Linked DNA regions of Bactrocera dorsalis: region 2 is linked to region 1. The links are chromatin contacts, called in public Hi-C maps. All regions are on one chromosome and are shown on one strand. The core of a region is the stretch at or near the end of the contact, and the rest is flanking DNA. Distances in the headings are between cores, read along the strand shown. Region 1 holds the start of LOC105223423 (LIM and SH3 domain protein Lasp). Region 2 overlaps LOC105223423 (LIM and SH3 domain protein Lasp).

Region 1 (5,851 bases), core at 1,662-4,161:
TTACACCTGCAGGATTACACATTTTTGTGCTGCTCACTTTGCCTTCTTAGTTTGTGTTTTATATTTGCGCTGCAACTCGTTATGTACATACATACATACATATGTACATGCATATAATATGTTCCACTCTATTCCCAGCCAATCCCATTACATAAATTCTATAATTATCCCAACTCTCAGCGCGTTCTTCCAGGTCTATTTTTGTATTCTATAAGCTGTGCGACGCAACCAGTAGAGCAGCAAAAACCACATTTTCTCACGTCATCTCAGAACAAGAAGTCGAGACAGACAGATATCACAGCATACAGATAAATTAATTAAATAAAGAAATTATGTTAGTTCTTTTAGTGTATTTAACACTACAGATGTTGTATGTGCTTGTTGCCCAGACGCCGGTCCAGCGAGTAAGCCTACAAACCGGCTCCACGAGCAGCGACTAACAACTCGTTGACTGCCAGAACGACTTCAAGCGCTTACAGCGTAAATCTCTAAAATATACTGTTCATATACAAGTATGTCCATATGTATGTACATATGTACTTTTGTAGCTAGCGGCCTGGCGTGTGTAAATCGTGCTGGTAATATGAGATCAGGAACTAGCCAACGAGTTAGACCCTGCTGCTCCACAGCATTCGGCGGGCAGTCGGCAACCTAAGCAGCTGCGTCACCACACCAGTACGCTTAGCCCCACTAATCTGTATGTGCACAATTTTGCCCGCCAATGTACATATGAAGTAGCAGGCCTCCACTTAGCAAATTGCATGCATAAAAAGTGATTTGATAATTTCACGAAATTCTTTATTAAAGTGCAAAACTTTTTTTGCTTATAATGCCAAGCTTTTCTATTCAATAGGCATTCAAGCAGTGCGGAGCAGTGAATGGTAGAATTATTGTAGGAACTAAAATAGCTTTCACAGTAAATTAAGCTGCAAAAAAACGCAAGCAAAAGAACTATTTGTGAATGACTTCCAATTTGTATGAGTACTTATAGACATTTGCATAGATATGTACATATGTATGTACAAAAGTAAGAAATTGCAACAATAATTCGCTTCCGGTCTGCGGTTATGACAATTCTACTTTATTGCAGAAAATGTATGCGCAACTGCACAGCAATGTAAAAATTTATGTATGCTCATGTGTATGTATGTATGTTTTTATATTGAAATTAGGTCTAAGAATCCTTTCAAAAAAATTCGGTGTGTGTACACCTGCACCAGGTAAAGTTAATATTAATTGCAGTCATCAGAATAAAATAAATGCCCACTCAACTCACTATGCACATACATATGTACATAAGTATACAAATAAACAAAAATTAATTGTATTTACATAAAGCAAATGCATAATGATTATATAGGAGATATGCAGATCGGTGCCTTCCCAATTCAAAGTAAAGGAAAAAATCATAGTAAACGAAAAATCTGCGCTTTACGCATAATTTTGTAGGTAAAATTAAATTCATATAGAAAATCAAACAAAACGTTCAGCAACATTTTTACTCTTAAAGTCATTGTTGTCTTATCACGTCGGGGTTGTCTTGTTAGTTTCGTCGTTTGTGTCTTTGTTCGTCTTTCTCACTACGCGTAGCACAATCGGAATATTTTTAAACAAGCACATTAAAAATAATTGCAAAAAAAAATAAAATAATAATGAGACACACGGAGTAAAGAGAAATTACATTTCACATAGAAGATAAATGCAACAACTTTTCATAAATGCATAATTAATGGAAATGTTCTTAACTCTTGAAAAAGTTCCAAACAACAAAGGCACTGCCAATTTTTTGGGCACACCTGTTGTCCCGTTTTTACACATGTCAACTGGGAAACGCAACCAGCTCTGAGCGGCAAAAAACAACTAATAAGAGTTTATGAATATGGCATTTGTATGCACAACTAGTTTCTACCTGTTATTTATTTATAATTATGAAATGATTAAGCGAAAGGTCAAACTTAAACTCACTTTATCCAAACATTTCAACTCTTCGATAGGATACACCACTTTCTGACAGCGAGCACAAGTTTTATTCATTTTGCGACTGTTCTTCTAGTGTTTGGTTGCGGCTACTAGTATTCCCTTGCTTCGTTGTTTATTCGCCTGTTGATGCAGTGGATCGCGCGTGCGCACTATAGTGTCACCTACAGATGCTATTTTTTGTTTTATTATAATTCACGTTTCACCGGGATGTGGCTCAGTAAGCCCTGCAATTCGTGTAACTTGGAACTGCTTTAGGAAATCAAAAATCTTATTTGTATTTACTCAATTATATCACACACACTAAACTCGTTTCAATTTTTAAGACTTTTGCATTGGTTCACCGATCAAATATGTATTTTGCAGAAAATTTAGTTCCAAATTTATATTGTAGTAAAATTTCTAATATCTATTGGTTGTTTTCAATAAACTAAAGAACTGAAAAGTGACTGAAAACACCCAACAGACCGAATGTAGGAATTCAATCAGAAAAATCCAGTTGGTGTCAGCCGATGTTGTTTGTGCACTGGCTGTGTTGCTTGGGTGAACCTTTACAAGAATTCGACTTTTTAGATGTGCTCTTTTCGTTTACACACTTTTTCAGCTTTGCCAATTCGTTTCTGCTCTGTGCACTAACCACTAAAATAACAAAACGCGAAACGATCGACGGCAAATGGCTGAGCCCAGAACCAAGTTATAACCAATTGGAAAATATTTATACCTTCCGCAATGGCAAATTTTCTAATTAGATTGTCACTATTAAGTAGTTTTCACTAATTGCACTTTGTTATTTATATTTCACTAATAATATTAACATTCCCGTGTTCCTGCTGAAAGGTATATTTTTAAATTTAATAAACGCTTTTTAACTGCTACGCGATAAATACAAAATAGTAAGTTCACTACCAGCGCAAGAGAAAGACTGAGTAAAAGCAAAATTAAAAATACGAACCAACTGGAGTCGCTCCAATTGCCGCCGTTGGAGCCAACACAGAGTTGCTTTTTATGGCATGCGGAATACTTAATATTGAACACTTGTGGAATAATATTGTACAATCATGAATTCATTTATTGCACAAAGCTTATTTCGGCTTACCAAATGAAAAATATTAAATGCAATAATATATTTAAGTCTTGTAGCTTTGCCTATTGCTGTTATTTTGAATATTTTATTAAGAAAAGGCAAGACTACTACAATAAATACAGTTTAGTGTTTCAACGATAAAACGGTGGATATTTAATATTCTCCAAATAAACACAGCCATAATTAAACACAGCTGGTGGGAATATCAATATTCACAATATCAAAATATTAGAAACTATTTTCGAACCTTTCACAAAAACAATATTATTGCTCTCATATAATTATATTCCCATTCAATTTTATGAGATTATCACGAGAATAGAAAGATAAACTGAAAATATTGTGCTAATTGTATTTGCGCTTCTCCACCAAAACGTGAATTGCAACAATCATTCACAATGTGTGCGGCAAAGTGTCAATCACTTATTATCCTTCCTTCCCATATCCTTTTCCGTCATTGAATTTCCAATGAAAGTAGTAATTCGGTCATCGGTTCGGCGACAATGAAAGGCGTTGCACTGAAAAATTCCTATTCCTACTCAAATAAATTCAACAATGAAAGTGCAATGCGTTGAAACGGGTTAACAAAAAAGTGCGTCCGAATTTACGGTACTATTGCATTAATTAAACGGAAGTGTTACCAGGAACGTCGCTGCTTTCGAAAATTTGCTTAACAAGTCTGTGAAAGATGATTTTGTGTATCCGAAAAGTTGTGCGTCAATTACCATGAACAAAAAATTGCTTATTAGTTTTCTTACATTTTACATTAAGAACAATTTACCCAAAGCAATATTAATAAAAAGAATAATCCCCCTTTCGCACTTCACATACGGTGTAGCGAGCCTTCTTAGCCCAAATACTACACCGAGGCGTTGATACAGTGAAAAATCGATAAAAGTTGCTGTATTCGAAATGCCGGTGATGCAGTCATACCGTCAGGCTGTCGGCTAAACAGCTATCACATTGCTCATCTACACATCCACCAAGAATACGACACAACAACAAAAACGAGAATAAAAATACAAACAAAGCGGTGTGCAATAAAAAGAGCCAAAAACAAAACACGACATCCCTTGGAAAGTAAACAAAACAAATAAATTATGATGAAAGCGGATGAATTGTGAGTGAAAAAGGTGCTGACTGGTTTCCATGACATTATCTACGTTTCATTAAGCCGCCTGTAATTAGTATGCAATGTCCAATGGTTTGACACCAAAAATGAACCTAATAGCTTAATAGGTGAATCCTAAAAGTTTAGGTAAAAAGTAGTAAAGCTACTGATAAAAATTTATTTAAATAAATTGATTAATAATCACAAAATATGTAATAGATTTTATGGTTGATATTAAACGCGAATATGAATACTTTCTAATTTTACTGTGATATTATTATTGTTTGAAAATCTCCTTCCAAGCACCAAAGATAAAATTATTTAGTTTACTAATACCTTGGCAAATGCTACAAAGTATTCAAAGGTGAAATATTCCTCGAAGATTAACCAAAGATAGCAACACAATATAAGAAACTTCGCAAATTGGCGAAGAGAAACTGGAAAGAGCCCAATATGCAAACGCTCCGCAAAAAGACCAGTCCCTGCAAATGTAAGTGTCTACTTGTAAATTTTACTGCAATATTTTAACTTTATCTTATATTTTTGCTGAATTAATCTATAATTTTTCCTTTTTGCTTATTTATTTATTTCAAAAATTTTCGAGCGAATATTTTCTTATATCATTTTATGCTGGGTGTTGCTAAAACAGAACGTCATGTCAAATACAACTCTGCTTGAAGTATCTGCACCTGCAGTGCACACACACATTAAAAGAACGAATGTATCTGACAGTTTGCCACACGAAACAGTAGCAAGCAGAATATTCTGCTGCAGATACATTTGTATTTATTAGATGCATTTATTGTTTGACAGGCAGCTGCACAGTGATTTTATTTACATTTAAAAATTGTTTGTTTAATACAAATTTAACAAATTGATATAACAGTGTGTCGAAAAAATATAAATAAATAACGAATCCATAACACGTTTAATTGGGAAAAGTTAATGGTTTATTCACGAAGCAACTTTGAAATGTGCAAATATTGATCGCGGAACAGTTGCAGCATTTGCAGAGAAAATTTAAAAGTGAAGATGTTACGCTAGTGATACACTTTGAATTATCATCTACGTTATCGAAATATTGAATTGAGAAATGTTTAAGTGAATTTCTAGTTGTGTCCGTAATAATAATATTGAATCGCTGTTGAAAAAATTTGCAATGAAAAATCAATAAACGCAAAGGAGACACCGCGACAGGCACGAAAGGAAATACATATGTATGTACAAATGTAGATAGTGATGATGCCCGCTTCTGACGAAGGAATGCGACAAAGCTGACTAGTTGTTACGAATTCAACTCGTAGGAGCTGACGTTTATTTACGTACATATGGATATGTACATATATAGTACATATATTTTATTAGCAGACAAAAGCATGAAGGAAAGCAAAATTGACAATTGCCATTTCGCCTGGACATTATAATCATTGAATAAATATAAACAATACGTGCATGACAATGTCAACCTAGACTACAGCGAGATACTAAAGGAAGCGTTTTGTTTATACTTGTGCATATATGTATGTATGTGCACCCACATGCTTACATTCCTAAATGTGATTGTGTGCGTGCTTCTGTGACTGCCTGTCACTTCCAGATACACTACGCTACTGCCTGCAAATAATAGCACAAGCGCACCTACAATCACACGGTCAGCGCAGTGTGGAGAACCTACAATA
Region 2 (5,851 bases), core at 1,415-3,914, 50 kb before region 1:
TAGCCACTATTTTTATGCTCATAAATTACACTGTGCTACAAACTAAGCATGTATTTCTCTATGTACATATGTACATACATATCATCACCTAAAATGCAAAATAACGTAAAATCACTTTTCATAAGTTTACAGGCGGAGGAGATATAATATAAACCGCCCATATTAAAAAAAAAAATGAGTTTTGGTTATACATATATAGGTTATAATTCGGTTACAAAATGGTTATATATAGGTTACAAATTGGTTACATATTGGTTATAAATTGGTTATATATAGGTTATATCTGACAGCGTGAGCTGAATGCTACATATGTATATGTAGAGAATCGGTGGCAATTTTCATTTTTTTTTTGCATTTTAGGTGACGATATGTATTTCTGTATACCGGATAGCGCCATAACCATTTTCGGAGTTGTAATTTGAACAACAATTCGAGTGTCTTCACTGGCTGATCAAAAATCAAATGCAATTAGCTCTAGTCTACTGTACAGTTTTAGTTCGATGGTCTAAACACAATGCGGCAGTTATGTATGAAATAATTAATGAAAATTAATGAGCTTAAATTTGTACACTAACGAGCATAATGTGAGACCATAAAATGAATCAGTTTGAGGCGCAAAGCCGGGTGCACACTTTTCATAATTATAAATAAATATATAACACATTGCTTGTTTACGGCAAATAGTGGAAGCATCACATACCTCGGACGTCGGCGATCTCAGCCGCCTCGCGCTGCTTCTCCATAGCTGCCTTCTTCTCCAAGTCGCCATGATATGCAATGTTCGAAATGATTTTTGTATTCTGCTTGATTCGTAATGTTTCGGGATCGTCGGCGACCTGTTGGCAATATATAAATATACATAAATATGTGTGCTCAAATATTGTTTGCAAATAAATAAAATACATTTTGAAAGTTATACAAACAATCAATTGGACTTTAATTGTGTGCGAATGTTTCGAAACACATTGGATTTTGATTATTTAGGCAAACAAGAATTTTTTAGCATTTATTTCAACTGTTTAATGAATTATGCTTAATAATGCAATACTCGTATGCCACCAAAAAATAAATTTCACTCACCTGTGTAAATTTGCCTTTAGATTTTTCAAAGTCTTCGTGATACTTCACATTCGATTGGATTTTTGTGTTTTCTGCTATTCGCTTCAGTTCGGGTGTGTCCGCAATGACGGTTGCTTTGGCCTTTGGAATGTGCCTGCAGTAAAAGTAGAATTTAATTAGTGAATGAATTCTCCGGGTAAATCATATTTCAAAAAAAGGTATTTTACTAAGTTGATAGGCCTATCTTTAGTTAGTATGCCAAATATGAGCGCGATCTGTCAATCAGTTGGTTTACAGCAGCTGCTTAAGTCGGTACACCTCAACAGTGCGTTGCGATTTTTTCAATGGATAAATTTATCGGACAAAGGATTAGGCTCAAATTTTCATGTGCAGAATCGTTGCGAATGTTGGAAAAGGCTTATGGCGATTCAATTTTATCAAAATCACAAGCCTACGAGTGGTACAAAGCCTTCAAAGACGGTCGGGAAGACATTCGTTGAAGACATGCATCGTTCTGGACGACTTTCGACCTCTTCAAATTATGAAAATATTAAAACAGTGAAAGATATGTTGCTTGAAAATCAAACATATCATGACAAATGTTAGAGAGACGGCAAGAGAACTCGACATCTCCCGCAAATTAGTTTGAATGATTTTGTGTATTGGGTATGAAACGCGTTCTTGCTCGACTCGTTCCGATGAAGTTGACATTTTTTCAAAAAGAGTAGGGCCAACAGGTCTCTTTGGACATGCTTGATCGTCCGACATTCTTGGAGAGCATTATAACAGCCGATGAGACATGGCTTGATGAGTTTGAGGTGCAAAGAAGTCAATAGTCACCGGAATGGAGGGAAAAAACAAGCCAAAACCAAAGAGACAGCGCCAAAGCTGCTCAAAAATCAAGGTGTTGCCCATTGGGTTTTTCGATATTCGAGGTTTGGTGCATCATGAATTTGTTCCGGATGGTCAAATGGAAATTGCCGATCCGTGGAACTCATTTTTAGTCGATTGAAGAGATAAAACAAAATTCGCTGAAGGAGCTGAAGGCCATCCTAAAAAGTGCTTATGAAAAGTGTTCCGAGGACTGGCAAAATCGTTGGCATAAGTACATTACACCTTATGGGGATTACTTTAAAGATCTTAATCCTAAAATGAAACATCAAAAACTAATATACCAACAAAACTATTTAGCTCGAACCTGCTTCCAATGAGGTTGCCCCTTTGTGATACTTCAATAGTAAAGTTTGTCACAGTAACCCGATTTTTAGAAGAATGGAAAGAACGATCGAGTAATACAAAAACGTAGAATCAAATACTTTTTAACATTTGGAACTTGATACCAGGGAGTATTATAAATTCATAATTAATTTGCTCTTCTTAGTCTGATCAAACAACTTTATATACAAGTATATACTTATATGTAAAAGTATATTCCCCGCTAACAGGTGTTTGCATAACAAGTTCCACCGGACAATTAAGAATTAATGAAATCTTATCTCGGCGATAATAAATAATAGAAAAACAACATAATTAATAAACTGAGTAAACAAATGGCACTCTACACACATACAAACCCATACAAACCAACACACATGGACACAAAACCACCAACTAATCATCAACGGAGCTTTTACACACGAGCGCGAAGCAATTAATGCAACTTGTTGTGAGTGTCACCCTCAACCGAATCGATGGATCGTAAAATTTTGTAATAAACAATACAAAACAACAAATAACTGCATTGCTGACGTTTAGCCGTCAATCAGTGAGAGCGACTGGGAAAGGAAGAGAGGAAAGCATGAAAAAGTGATCATTCTGCGGTAAACGCGATACGAGCGCCACATGAACCGTTACAAAAACGACAACAACAACAAGTTGGTGGTTAACCTATTATTGCGATAATTGGTGGCGGCAATGAGGTGTTAACGATGTTGACACATTCGGAAAATAATTGAAAGCTTTTGCATTTCTCTCTGTTTGCTTCATTCATAAAACAGAGACTGATAAGATATGAGATGATATATTGAGTGCAATTGACTTCTATCTAGCACATTTTAACTGGAATGATGATAAAACTGCATTTGGTCATTTCCGAATTAAATGGCATCTCTGGTGTGGCGAGTTCGTCGCATTTGGCATTCGTGACAGATTCAGCTTGTGCAAGAACTGAAGCCCTCGACCTGCTCAAGCGAATCGCTTCACTTTAAGAGCTCTGAAATGTTCCAAGACGATCTGACGTTTTTGAGCCAAATTTTGTTCAGCGATAAAGACAATTCTGGGTCAATGGGATTGTAAGAAAGCAAACTGCCCCACTTCGGATGAAGAGCAACCTGAAGAGATTCATTAGCTGTCATCTCATCCAGAAAAAAACAACTTTCATCCTGCAGTCCTTTAGGAAATTTCATCACATAGTATATCGTTTTTAGTGATTTCCGCATTCCCTGTATTGGTTCGCAAACCAGACGGATGGCACTTTCGGCAATTTTATCAGCTATGTCGTTTCCTGGAATTCCTTTGTGGTCTAGGATGCAGTATATATGCAGACGCTTTCCGGCAGGCACTACATCTACTGCCTCTCTACTTTTTATGACGGGTATTTGATCTACTCTATGTTGTTTCCTGTGTTGTTAGCTAACTCAGCCACTTTCCTCTCCACAAATTCTTCCACATAGAATATAATGCATTCCGAAAGTTTAGGGTTGCCTGAGATCCAGGTGCTTATTGAGCTGTAAGTTAGAGACCTTCGTAGGGAATTCATCTATTGGCGCCAATTTTGTAGCTAACTTTGCTACACAACTTTCTACTGCAATGTTGATTGGTGGTAGGTTAAGAAACCTTTCTAACTCATCTGGTAGAGTGGTTCTTAATGTCTGTAGACCCTGGCATCTTCTTACATGCACATAGGGCACCACTGGTATTTTTTCATTTCAAAACTACTCCCAGGTACTTGATATGTTCCTTAATTGTTAATTCAACCACGTTGAAGCTCGGGGGTTTTCATAACGGGTTTTTGTACCTCCTTGTACGGATTACCACATCTGTCTTATCGCCACTTACCACTAAGTTGGCCGATATCGCCCATCGGTGCATGACCCTTATGGCGTTGCCCATTACTTTACTGATTGTGTCTATGAACTTCCCCGTCACGGCATAAGTTATCAGCTTGGGTGTTAAGCAGATAAGATAAGTCCGCATTCGTAGTGGCCATAAGTCGCAAATTCTGTTTAAACATTAAATGCTTTTTGCCAAGTATTAGCTATGGAAGAAACGAAACCCTTTACTTATAGACACAAATTCCGACAAAGGAGGAAACCTCCGTAAAAGACACAGAAGGAAGAAGTCTGCCCCGCTTTGTTGAGGCCACCATTTTCTATGTAAACAAACAGTGTTTTATTACGAAATGCCTCAATTGCTCTTTCGGATGACCGCGTTGCGAAGAAATGTGCGGCTTAAGTCCTTGTAAAAGTGCCACAACGGATGGTCTTATGCTCGTTACACTTGCGGCTTCCTTACTTGTTAATGGGCTAAATGCTTCAAAAGCAATTAAAGGAAAATCGATATGTTGTACAGTGCCACAACCGCGTGTGTGTGTGTGTGGGCATTGCAAAGTGCATTGTTCGCGGCTGTTGTCTGCGGCGTTGCGTATTTCCTTTGGTCCTTCGCTTAATGTGACCAGAAAGCAACTTCAAAATGCAGCACGGTTCAATGAACTCCACGCGAAAGGACACGACAAAACGAGTGGCGGAAGGAGAAAAACCCCCAAAGACAATAATTCAAGTAATTTCGTTTCGATTTTCACTCGTGAAGTGAGCAGCGGCGCAGGGAGTTGTAAGACCGCTGGCGCTGTCAATGATAAATTCGTAATCGAAAGCGCGTAATTGTAAACAAAACGATTGAAGTTGGCGTGTATCGAAGGGCCGCCATCAACAAGTCATTGTGCAAGAAACCCCTCATAGGCACCACTCATCCATATGTGCCCATCAACCAGCACTTACCAGTAACCGTGCACGAAAGTAGTGCGCTGCTTGAGCAGCAAATCGGTGACAACGAGCGCCAAACATACTGACAAAGCACAAAAACAAAGTAAACGAACACACAAAGGCAACACGAGAGCAAAATCTGGTACTTTGGCACAGTGGCACAAGGCCGTTTGATGACCAACCCATCAAACACACACACACACTCACAAAAAAACAACAAAAGCAATCGCTGCTGGTAACTTTTGAACTCGATACTCGTACGCGTGGCGAGGAGGCAGGAGGCCACCGTTTGGCACATGGAAGCCGACAAACGCAACACAGTGGTGACAGCAGCCAAGCGATGTGAGAACCAGTCGAGGCGAAAACAAGCCGTAGCAGAGCCAGCAAAGCGCGCCAGTAATCCGATGTGCCAATGTGTCCACAAATAAGCCATGCATGCGCCAGTTCCTAACCCACAAATCACACACGCTACTTAACACCCCACCACCACCTCGCGAACCCAAGCGAGGGGCTTTGCCACGGCCCCGTCGCCTCACCAGCGCCGTTTTTGTGGCGCGCTGTCACTCGCGGTAAAGACGCGCAGCTGTTGCCATAGGTCAACGAATCGTTGATGATTTAAGTGCTAACGGCAGCGGCGAAGCGGAAAAGGAAAACGACACAATAACAACAATGGCAAGCCATACATTCGAGCGCTCAATAAAAAGACATAATAATGCATGATTTTATTGTTGTTGCTGCGTTGCATGTCCAATCGCGTATTCCCTGCTGGGTCGGCATTGTAAAAATAAGCAGATTATTGAGCGAGAGGATGC

Evidence for each region. A called contact is a pair of places that touch in the nucleus more often than the background predicts.
Region 2: a contact with region 1 is called in a Hi-C map of whole body, with 8 times the contacts expected there. The contact joins the enhancer-like site here to the promoter of LOC105223423 in region 1. A contact is called at or near these places in 2 of 2 Hi-C or Micro-C datasets (both in whole body).

What each region holds. Positions count from the first base shown.
Region 1 is chr5:6,893,017-6,898,867 of ASM2337382v1, reverse strand. LOC105223423 (LIM and SH3 domain protein Lasp) reads right to left here and starts at 2,911. Exons shown (of 8, transcript XM_049457303.1): 1 at 2,699-2,911; 2 at 1,966-2,226. The coding sequence starts at 2,034. It overlaps LOC105223426 (protein disabled), which reads left to right and starts at 3,499. Exons shown (of 10, transcript XM_049457284.1): 1 at 3,499-4,662. The coding sequence starts at 4,626.
Region 2 is chr5:6,942,589-6,948,439 of ASM2337382v1, reverse strand. It overlaps LOC105223423 (LIM and SH3 domain protein Lasp), which reads right to left. Exons shown (of 8, transcript XM_049457303.1): 4 at 1,081-1,213; 5 at 701-836. Among protein-coding and RNA genes, the nearest start is that of LOC105223422, 13 kb to the left of the region's middle. Within about 2 kb of position 2,664, the one cell type or tissue checked has open chromatin away from gene starts, as enhancers often do.